Regions from separate parts of the Sus scrofa genome. Here region 2 is linked to region 1. Evidence: chromatin contacts called from public HiChIP or PLAC-seq data. All regions are on one chromosome and are shown on one strand. Each heading gives the region's core, a stretch centred on a gene start, on an enhancer-like site or on the middle of the called end of the contact. The rest is flanking DNA. Distances are from core to core; before and after follow the strand shown.

Region 1 (5,710 bases), core at 2,237-4,736:
CCAGAGTTCCCGTCGTGGCTCAGTGGTTAATGAATCCGACTAGGAACCATGAGGTTGAGGGTTCAATTCCTTGGCTCGGCTCAGTGGGTTAAGGATCTGGCATTGCCATGAGCTGTGGTGTAGGTCACAGACATGGCTCGGACCCCAAGTTGCTGTGGCTCTAATTCAACCCCTAGCCTGGGAACCTCCATATGCTGCGGGATCAGCCCAAGAAATGGCAAAAAGACAAAAAAATAAAATAAAGGAATCTTCATACTGTTTTCCATAACAGTTGTACAACTAACATTCCTACCAACAGTGCACAGGGGTTCCCTGTTCTCTGTACGTTGTGTTTGTGTGTCTGTGTGTTTTGGGACAGAAAGGGAGAAGGTAACAGAGGAACCAGCAACTGGCCTGGCAACAAGAAAGTCCCTCTGCCTTCCTGAGGATGAGCCTCTGTATTGCACATGCTGCGGTGCTGCCGGCCCTCTATGATTTGTGAAACGACCTTTCCCCACACAGGACTCAGTCTCCTGAGACAGGATTCTGTTACCTGACAAGTTGTGCCCACAGACCCATACCTAGCGAGTCTTCCCTAATGGAAACCTTCTGCCTTTTTTTTTTTTTTTTTTTTTTTTTTTTGGTTTTTAGGGCAGCACCCACTGCATATGGAGGTTCCCAGGCTAGGGGTCGAATTAGAGCCACAGCAACTTGGAATCCGAGCCATGTCTGTGACCTACACCACAGCTCATGGCAACGCCAGATCCTTAACCCACTGAGCCGAGGCCAGGGATCGAACCCTCAACCTCATGGTTCCTAGTTGATTCGTTTCTGCTGCGCCACGTCGGGAACTCCACCTTCTGCCATTTGAAGCTTGGTACTCATAATTTCTCTTCTGGACTCAAACTTACAAACTCTCATGGGGTCCAACACCCCATAATATACCTCCCGTCCTGCTATAAAATACCAGAAAACACTCTAAGCTCTAATATCTAGTGCATTCATGAACGGAGTAACACACATGACGACACCTCAAGAACTCTAGATGCAAGACACCCTATTTTAATTCACAGCAACTGAGCCTGAATACTGTAATCTCCAAATCTCATAATAAAAGCGAGACGTCTCTAATGATGCATATGCCCCAGTGAGACCACATTTCTTCCAAGGAAACACTCCAGATTCTTTAAAAAAAAAAAAAATTTTTTTTTTGGCAGGGGGAACGACCAGATTCTCTTTTGGTTATTTAAAAGTGTATCTAAGGAGACAAAAAAGAAAAAAATTAAAAAAAAAAAAGTGTATCTAAAACTTTCTTCCCTTGTAACCTCAAATACTCAGATATCAAAGGTAACCCATAAAATGATCTGAGATCTTCCCTACATTACTTTTTCTTTTTTTTTTTTGTCTTTTTGTCTTTTTTTTGTTGTTGTTGTTGCTATTTCTTGGGCCGCTCCCACGGCATATGGAGGTTCCCAGGCTAGGGGTCGAATCGGAGCTGTAGCCACCAGCCTACGCCAGAGCCACAGCAACGCAGGATCCGAGCCGCGTCTGCAACCTACACCACAGCTCACGGCAACGCCGGATCCTTAACCCACTGAGCAAGGGCAGGGACCGAACCCGCAACCTCATGGTTCCTAGTCGGATTCGTTAACCACTGCGCCACGACGGGAACTCCCCTACATTACTTTTTCTAGTTCTGCTTTCCCTCCCAATACTATAACTTGCATCTACTAACCCCAAACTCCCAGTCTATCCCGTTCCCTCCCCTCCCCCATATTACTGTTAATTCTACAATGATTCTTGACCTTCCAAAGATCCAACACAAGTCACTTGCGGAGTGGAGGCTGTGGAACACCCTCTAGACATGTAGCCTAAGGACAAAGCACCCATCTTCCTGCACCCAAGCATCCTCATAGGCTCACAACCCTGGCTGAAAATATTTCTGAACCTAAATCCACTTCCTTCATTCCCCCTCACACATGACCATAAAAAAACCCAAATAAACCAATGCATGGAAACCCTCAGTTTCAGCAATGTCCCAGTGAACTTAAGCTAAGACACTATGGCACCTTAAACCATGCAATGAACCCTGCCACCCATAAACCAACATGAAGGGCTCCAGCCAGAACCGAGACGATGCTTTTGCCAACAGTTCCACATGCCTCTTGAACCCAAAACGAACAGGTACACACACCGTTCACGGGGCTCATGCCCACACTTGCCGCCACATTCCTTCTGCAGACCCTTACAGGGTGCTCTTCTTACCTGTCACCTTGCCTCTCCCCGAATTCCTTCTGCGCTGAGGCATAAAGAACCTGAGCCTCATTAAGTCTTGAGACCATGTGTGCGATTTCAATTAAAAGACAGAGGTTTCACCTCTATCCCTGTTACACTGTCTTCCTCCCAAATCTCCAGCACTCCAGGTGGCTCCCTGCTCTCTTCCTGTTTTTCTAGGCACGGGTCCTCTTTCTCTCCCAGCAACTGTGGCTCAGAAGGCCACGGTTCCAACACTTTTATCCTCGCCCCAAACCTCCTTGGGTGAAGTGCCTCCTCACTGTTGTCCTCCCTCCCTCCTACTGTTGATCCAGGTATCCCCTAAGTTGCTCTTCAATCCTTAAAGGTCAGGCTTTTTAATTTACTTCTCTATTTTATTCACCTGCCACAGTCAAGACTCAATTGCTTTCATTTCACTGTCTCTTTACAGGTCCTCAGCCATCCTCTATGTTCCCACCAGTTCGCTCTCATTCTTTCCTCCCCAGTTTTTCTATTTCTCTCGCAGTTATTGTCTCTGCTTCTTCTGATACTTTTCGCCCACGTATTTTCATGGGATGGTGACTGAATAAGATGCCCGCCTACCGGAAGTGGCCGTTTTCCAACACTGGGTGTCACAGGGTGGCCCAGGTCCTCTCTTCCAGTGCGGGGAAGGGCTGACTACGCAAGTGAGGCCCTCAGGGCAGAAGGACCGGCCTGAGGAGCCGCGAGGGCAGAGGGGATGGAGGGAGGGAGGGAGGGTGTCTCCGGAGAGGGCGGGCTCCCGAATCCCAGGACCAGGGCGAGGACGCGGCCTCTCCGGGAGCGGGGCGGCCGGCACTGCCCTCTAGCAGCGGGGGGCGAAATGGGGGCTCGGATACTCCTCGCAGTAGACTTTACGTAAGGGGGCAGGAGGTAGTAAAGGATTTTAAGCAAGAAAACGTCGCGAAAAGCGGTATCTGCGTGGACCGAAAGCGGTAAAGCCGAGGACTCTGGGACCAGGCACAGCGCAATTTAAAACTCAAAGGAACACATACCCGAGCTATAAGGACGACGCCAGGATTTACTTGGGGGCGGAGGGCCGGGTTGCTGGGATTTTAGATTCCTAGCGACTTCCAAGACCCTGAGGGTGGAGTTACGGGGATGGCGAAACACACCTTTACACTGCAAAGGAGAAACTTACAGCGGAACCCTCTCCGCGTTCTCCGCGTCTGGTCCCCCGAGAAACTACGCATGCGCAAAGCTAGAGGCGGGGCTTCCGGTGTCGGGACCTGGGCGGAGTGCTACCGGCGAGGGGCGGGGCGAGGACGGAGCCCTGGTCTGCGAAGGGAGCGCGGGGGCGGGGTAGGGATGTCATACCCCCGTACCTTGAAACTGCTTATTTTTTCAGTGAACTGTTGGAAGACAAGACTGCGAGTCGCAAGTTGAAGCTAGAAAACAGGGGTAGCCCAAGCTGTCCAGTGTGACCTTTGCTCCACACTACTTCCCGTCTAAAAAAAGACTGCGCGTGCGCGGAGTGAGGTCGCTCATGGAGCAGAGCCCCGTGGAGGAAGGGGCGGGGCGTGGGGAACCTGGACTTCCGGAAGGAACCCGAGAGCGAGGGAGGGGCGCCCCTAGGGGCGTGGCCTGCCTGGCTCTCCGCCTCCCTCTCAAGTTAACAGCTTCAGGGTTTAGAAATGCTTGAGGTTCTGTGTGTCTTGTGAGGGAGCAATGCGTCCTGCTTAGGTTACTGTCTCTAGCAGTTTTACAATAAAAGCTTACAGTTGTGTGGGCCACTTCTTTTGCTAGTTAAAGACGTTTTCTTTTTTTTTTTTTGTCTTTTTGCCATTTCTTGGGCCGCTCCTGTGGCATATGGAGGTTCCCAGGCTAGGGGTCCAATCAGAGCTATAGCCACAGGCCTACACCACAGCCACAGCAACGCGGGGATCCGAGCCGCGTCTGCCACCTACACCACAGCTCACGGCAACACCGGTTCCCTAACCCACTGAGCAAGGTCAGGGATCGAACCCGCAACCTCATGGTTCCTAGTCGGATTCGTTAACCACTGAGTCTCCACAGGAACTCCATTAAGACGTTTTCTTCTTAAGGTGAAAGCAGTTTAAGTCAAAAGCTATTTTTACCAGCAGGTTGGATGCTCCTCCTGAAGTGAGAGAACTGGGATCTCAGTGAGGCGTTGCTGTCGGGTGTGCTTGGATCCAGGAACATTTTCTCAATTAGAATTAACTTAAGCATTTAAAATAAATGATTGGAGTTATCTGTGTAGGGATTAAAAGCTAGAATGTGAAATACAAAACTCTCCCTGGGTAGAATGGGACATTTAATACTAAGCCCTGTGAACAGCACTTCGTTTCTATTTTCCATTAACCCAGGGGGCTAAATTCAACACTGTGTTTAGTTTTTCAGGGACTTTTAAGGGAATAAGGCATGTGACAGTTTAGGTCCCTAATCATTGCTTTGAAAAAGAGCAGAATTTGGAGTTCCCATTGTGTTTCAGCGGGTTAAGAACAAGACTAGGGAGTTCCCGTCGTGGCGCAGTGGTTAACGAATCCGACTAGGAACCATGAGGTTGCGGGTTGGATTCCTGGCCTTGTTCAATGGGTTAAGGATCCGGCGTTGCCATGAGCTGTGGTGTAGGTGGCAGACGCGGCTTGGATCTTGCGTTGCTGTGGCTCTGGCGTAGGCTGGCAGCTACAGCTCTGATTAGCCCCCTAGCCTGGGAACCTCCATATGCCAAGGGAGCGGCCCAAGAAATGGCAAAAAGACAAAAAAAAAAAAAAAAAAAAAAAAAGAAGAAGAGTAGTATCCATGAGGATGCAGGTTAAATATCTGGCCTCACTCAGTGGATTAAAGGATCCAGCATTGCCTTGAGCTGCAGTGTAGGTAGCAGATATAGCTCAGATCTGGCGTGGCTGTGGTGTAGACCATGGTGTAGGCTGGCAACTGCAGCTCCTATGTGACCCCTAGCCTGGGAACTTCCATATGCTGCAGGTGTGGCCCTAAAAAAAAAAAAAAAAAAGGAATTTTTTTTCCCATTGTGGCTCAGCAGGTTAAGAACCAGACATAGTGTCTGTGAGGCTGTGGGTTCTATCCCTGGCCTTGATCAGTGGGTTAATATCCAGAGTTGTTGCAAGCTGTGGTGTAGGTCTCAGATGGGGCTTGGATCTGGTGTGGCTGTGGCTGTGGTATAGGCTGGCCATAGCTCCAATTCTACCCCTAGCCTGGGAACCTCCATATGCTGCAGGTGTGGCAGTAAAAAAGAAAAAAAAAAGCAGAATTTTAAAATGCACTGTATACATTTGTTGACAAAAATAAGATCAATAGTCTAAGGAAGAAGTAGATTATTTTATCTGAGCCAGCTGAGGATCATAAACCAAGAGGCAGTCTCTCAGACGCAAGGATGATTCAAAATTCAAAAATCAATCAATATGAACACCACACCAATAGAATGAAGGGGGGAAAAAACCCTGATTATCTCAACTGA
Region 2 (5,710 bases), core at 1,325-3,824, 190 kb before region 1:
TGCCATGGCGGTGGCACAGGCCTCAGCAGCTCCAATTCCACACCTAACCCAACTTCCATATGCTGCAGGTGCAGCCATAAAAAGAAAAAAATACTTTAAGCTCTTCTCCAGAAGAAACTGGCACAACATTGTAAATCAGCTATACTTTAATTTTAAAAAGCTGTGCTGTTCTGAAAACAAGAAATAATTCTTTCTTCCATTATCGTTTTCCATTTTTTCTTTTTAATTCATTGTTCAGAAGAAAATATTTTTGTCTTAAAATCAAAATTATATTAAAAATACTATATAAGTATCCATATTACAATCTTCATTCTCAAGCATTTACTTTTCTTCAATAAGATGCCTTTCCTAAGTATTTTAAAAAAATTATGCAGTTAGATAAAAATTTTTTTTTTGCTTTTTTATTGTGTCTGTATGCAATGTTGGACACTAAACTTACTGCAGTAATCATTTCAATACATAGAAGTCAGAACATTATGCTGTAAACCTTAAACTCATACAGTGATATGCGTCAGAGACGCTGAAATATAACTCGGGGAAAATGTGATCTTAAGAGGTAAATAAAACCCTTTAGAAAAAAACCCACTGCAATCCACAGCAATTTTTTAAAATGCACTGCTATTTTTTTTTGGCCATGCCCACAGCGTGCCTACGCTCCCCACCAGGGATTGAACCCATGCCACAGCCACAACCAGAGCCACAGCAGGAACAATGAGATATCCTTAACTTGCTGTGCCACCAGGAAACTGCCCCCCCCCTTTATTGCTATTTTTAAAGCGATGTTTAATAACAAAGTATCAGATGGCTTCATTCTCCTGCGTCAGACCCCAGGTTTTGTTCTTGAGTCTCTGGCACTGAGAGCTTGTTGCGTTTGCCCCCCACCCCATGGCTGAATGAGGCGGGGAAAGGAAAAGCTGTTTTGTACGGTTTCAGCATGAAATAACCCGTTCTACCCAGGGAGGGTTTCATATTTCTCATTCTACTTTGTGATACAGAGAAAATTCCAGCTCTTGTTTCCGTAGCAGGCTTATATTAATTCTAATTGCAGAAAATGTTCCCACAGCCAGGCACTGCCCCAGAGCAGCCACCTGGACCAACGTTCCCAACCGCTGAATTGCTTGAGCCGCAGAAGCAGGACGTGTGAGCAAACTGCTGGCAAAATAGCCTTTTTTTTTTTTTTTTTTTTATGGCCTCACCCGCGGCAGATGGAAGTTCCCAGCCAGGGACTGAATCCAAGCCACAGCTGCGACCTATGCCACAGCTGCGGCAACCCACTGCGTCACAGCAGGAACTCCCAAAATAGCTTTTTAATTCAAACCGGTTTGAACTTGTTTAGGAGGAAACGTCTTAGATTCCATGACATCAGTGGTCCACACAAGTAGAAGTTTTTTACCTTAAAAGCAGCCGTGGCAGGAGTTGTGCGGCGGCGCCGCCGAGGCAAGGATCCCGGCTGGCTCTGCCGCAGCGCGGGACCCGGGCCAGGCGCAGTGGGCCCGGGAGTCGCTGTTCTCCGAGGCTGCCTGGGCTGCCCGCCAGGCGCAGCGGGGGGAAGGCTCCCACGGCCGCAGCTGTGGTGTAGGTCGCAGCTGCGGCTCTTATTCGCCCTGCCCCCGAGCGGGAATTTCCATATGCCGCAGGTGCGGCGGGGAAAAAAAAGAAAGAAAGAAAGAAAAACAAACAAAAGCAGTTTCAAAGTCCGCAGAAGCGCGCTCCCCGGCCAGCGCCGGGGCCCCTCGCCCCCGCGCACATCTGGTCTCCCTCCTCCCCCGCCACCCCCGCCCCGGACCCTCCGGCCCGCAGCGCTCAGCGCAGGCCCCGCCCGGAAGCCCCGCCCCTGGCGCTCGGCAGGCGCCTTTTTTCCGGAAGCGGAAGCAGGAGCGGGAGCAGCCGCGGACAGCAGGGAGTGAAGGGAAGGTCCGGCTGGACGGGGTAAGTTTCTCCTTTCTTGTGTAAATGTGTGTTCGCGGTGCGCCTTCCTCCCTCCTCAGGGTGTGGGAGTGACTTCAGGCCTAAGATCCCAGCGCCCGGGCCCCCGCCCCTAGTAGATCCAGATGTTGCCGTTCCTGGTCGGGTTATCTTTTCTTTGGTGTGTGCACTCGCTCTGAGGCTGGTCCCTGCCCTTGGCTTTTCTGCCTTCGGTCCACGTAGAGGCTGTCTTTCTTTCGCTGGGTTCTTTTTCATAAAACCCCGCACTACCTCTGCGGGTCCCCCCCCCCCCGCGCCGGGGTAAACCCCTCTTTCAAGAGGTGGGTTCGGAGCCCCCCCCCGCACCCCCAGACTTTCTGCCCCGCCCCTGGAGGGCAGCTCCAGCCGCCCGGCTCCCGGAGAGTCCGCGTCCTCGCCCTGGTCCTGGGATTCGGGAACCCGCCCTCTCCTGAGACACCCTCCGTCCAGCCCCTCTGTCCTCGCGGCTCCTCAGGCCGGTCCTTCTGTCCCGCAGGCCTCCCCTGCGGAGTCAACCCTTCCCCGCACCCCGCGAAAGGGGAGGTGACCTGGGCCACCGTGTGACGCCCAGTGTTCTACGGTCCCAAATTCCACCCCGCTGGAAAATGTGTTTTTCCAGTAGGCGGGCATTTTATTCAGTCACCATCTCGGTAAATACGTGGGCGATGCGGATCAGGAGAAGCAGAGACAGAAAGCGACTGAGACAAAAATAGAAAACTGAAAAGGAGGAAAGAATGAGGGAAAACCAATGGGGACTTAGAGGATGGGTGAGGGACTTGTAAAGAGGCAGTAAAATGGAATAGATTTAGCTTTGAAAGTCGCAGGTGAATAAAATAGAGAAGTGAGTAAAAAAGCCAGATCTGCAGGAATTGGAAAGCAACTCTTAAAGGGCTAGGGTTTCTTTTAACGGCCTTGAGTGGCAAGAACAAGAAATAAGAAACTTGTCTGAATCCCTCCTGGGACAGTGGGCAGCAGAGGCCTGTCTCTCCCATATGGTGAGGTCTTCCCTGTGTGTGTGTGTGTGTGTGTGTGTGTGTGTGTGCGCGTGTGCACGCAAAAGGGGTAGGTTGATTCTAAGCTTTAAACTGTATCTTTTCAACTTTCAAGATCATCCTCTAAAGACTCACGTGGTCTGAGGAAGAAGCCAGGAAGAGGAGGAAGGCTAAAGACAAGGAGTCAGGAATGGCTTTCTTTCAGGTAAAGTCACATTTTCATTTCATTCTCAGTCTTTCCTTCTTGAAATACCCTTCTTTAGACTCACTCATCTTGTCTGGCCCTAAAGCATCCTGCCTGACAACTGATGTTCACATTCACCTGGCCGGTCCTTCAGGGCCTCTCACCCACTTAGACCTCATCTCCCCTTGACCCAGTGACCTGGAGCTTGTGAAGAGGCCCCCCTGGGCATCATCCTGGGCGGGGCTAGTGGGCAGCAAGGATTGTTTAGGGCTCCAGCTGGATGCACAGTCTGCTCCCTGTCAACCAGGATCAAGAAGCTGCACATGGAAGTCAGGTATTAATATGCACAATACCTGGTAAACGCTAGAAATTAGGTTAATTAGGGGAAATTTGTTCTGACTTTACCTAAAGCAATCGAAGGTAAGTGATTGACTTTAAATATTAATGATGGGAATGGAATCAAAAGTTCAGCAGTTCCCATTGAGGCTCAGTGGTTCACGAATCCGACTAGGAACCACGAGGTTGTGGGTTCGATCCCTGGCCTCGCTCAGTGGGTTAAGGATCCGACTTTGTCATGAGCTGTGGTGTAAGTCACAGACGTGGCTCAGATCCCGAGTTGCTGTGGCTCTGGCGTAGGCCGGCAGCTACAGCTCAGATTAGACCCCTAGCCTGGAAACCTCCATATGCAGCAGGAGCGGCCCCAGAAAAAGGCAAAAAGACAAAAGAAAAAGAAAAAAGAAAGTTCAGAAACAGAAGTGGTGGAGGGTCTTTTTTTCTATCCTCAAATATAAATTATGAAGTCAACCTAAATCTCATGACAGTTGGAAAGTCTTTAAATCACTTTCATCATCTCCATTCCTCAGAGGTTACCTTTTCACTTTGTGTGTTGTGTACTTTTTTTTCATCTTTTCTTTTTAAGGCCGCACCTGCAGCATATGGAAATTCCCACGCTAGGGATTGAATCGGATTTGCAGCTGCCCGCCTACACCACAGCCACACAGCAAGACCAGATCCAAGCTGCACCTGTGACTTATGCTGCAGCTTGTGACAGCACCGGGTCACACCCACAGCCTCATGGATCCTAGTCGGGTTCTTAACCTGCTGAGCCATAGCCAGAACACCTGTGTATTGTATACTTTGACACAGAAATTTTTACCATTGCAAGTTTGAGTCCAGCTTCATTCTTTTGCGGGTAGATCTAGTTTCTGAGTACCATTCATTAATTGAGACCGACCTTTGCCCTTTTTGTGGACTTGGTATCTTCATCAGTACAATTTACACACATTCCAAGAATCAGTCCTTCCTTCCTTCCTTTCCTTCTTTCTTCCCTCCCTTCCTCCCTCCCTCCTGCCCTTCTTTCTTCCTTCCTTCCCCCCCTGACTTTTCTTTTTCTGCACAGCGTATGTACACCACAGCACTGACAGCAGCCAGAGCCGTAACAATGCCAGATCCGTAATCCTCTAGCCACCAGGGAGCTCCCTCCAAGAATAATTTCTGATGTTCTAATGTTTTCCTTTGTTTTATGTATCTATGCTTATGCCAATTCCACCTCATCTTGATTACTTTTTTTTTTTTTTTTTAAACCATACCTAAGGCATGTGGAAGTTCCCATCTGGCACTACCAAATCCTTAATCAGCTGTGCACAGGAGAACTTCAACTTTGTAATATGTTTGGAAATCTAAAAATGACTACTCTATTTTCTTTTTCAAGAATATCATGGCTGGGAGTTCCCACTGTGGCTCAGTGGATTAAGAACCCCACCAGTATCCATGCAAATTCAGGTTTGATCCCTGGCCTTGCTCAGTGAGTTAAGGATCTGGCATTGCCACAGGCTGCGGCATAGGGCACAGAATCTGGTGTAGCTGTGGCTTAGGCTGGCAACTGCAGCGCCAGTTCAGTCCCTAGCCCAGGAACTTCCATATGCTGCAGATGTGGCCCTAAAAAGAAAAAAAAAAATAATATTATGGCTGTTTGTGGTCCCTTGAGATTCTTTATGAATTTCAGCATATTTTTTTATTAGTGCAAAAAATTTTTTTGGAAATTTTGGCAGGGCTTCTGTTGAATCTATATCACACATGTGGTAATATGGTGATTTTAAGACTATTAAGTCGTCTTGGAGTTCCTGTTGTGGCTCAGTGGTAATGAACCCACCTAGTATCCATGAGGATGGGGGTTTGATCCCTAGCCCCACTCAGTGGGTTGAGGAACCACGTTGCCATGAACTGTGGTGTAGGCCACAGATATGGCTTGGATCCTGTGTTGCTGTGGCTGTAGCATCTGGTGTGGCTGTGGCTGTGTCTGTGGTGTAGGCCGGTACCTGCAGCTCCGGTTCGACCCCTAGCCTGGGAACTTCCATATGCCACAAGTATGGCCCTAAAAAGCAAAAAAAAAAAAAAAAAAAAAAAACAAAAAAAAAAAAAAACTTCTTCTAATCCACAAAATGCAGGGTGTGCTTAAATTTATTTATACATCTTTAGATTTCTTTTAGCAACATTTTGTAATTGTGTACAAGTCTTTCATCTCCTTGGCTAATTTTTTCCTAAGTATTCTCTTTTCATGCTATAGTAAGTGATTTTTTTCTAACTTTCT

What was found. HiChIP or PLAC-seq counts read pairs in DNA pulled down with a chosen protein or histone mark.
Region 2: an H3K27ac HiChIP or PLAC-seq map of alveolar macrophages shows a contact between it and region 1. The contact joins the promoter of LOC110261368 here to the promoter of LOC110261304 in region 1. A contact is called at or near these places in 2 of 47 Hi-C or Micro-C datasets (embryonic fibroblasts and heart right ventricle) and 1 of 2 datasets of contacts at active chromatin or transcription factors (alveolar macrophages).

Annotation. Positions count from the first base shown.
Region 1 is chr6:57,062,471-57,068,180 of Sscrofa11.1, reverse strand. LOC110261304 (zinc finger protein 558-like) reads right to left here and starts at 3,486. Exons shown (of 4, transcript XM_021097282.1): 1 at 3,387-3,486. The coding sequence starts at 3,464.
Region 2 is chr6:57,254,261-57,259,970 of Sscrofa11.1, reverse strand. It overlaps LOC110261368, which reads right to left and starts at 2,574. Exons shown (of 3, transcript XM_021097569.1): 1 at 2,493-2,574; 2 at 1,394-1,980. The coding sequence starts at 2,574. LOC100624467 (zinc finger protein 347) reads left to right here and starts at 1,426. Exons shown (of 4, transcript XM_021097261.1): 1 at 1,426-1,929; 2 at 3,052-3,141. The coding sequence starts at 3,127.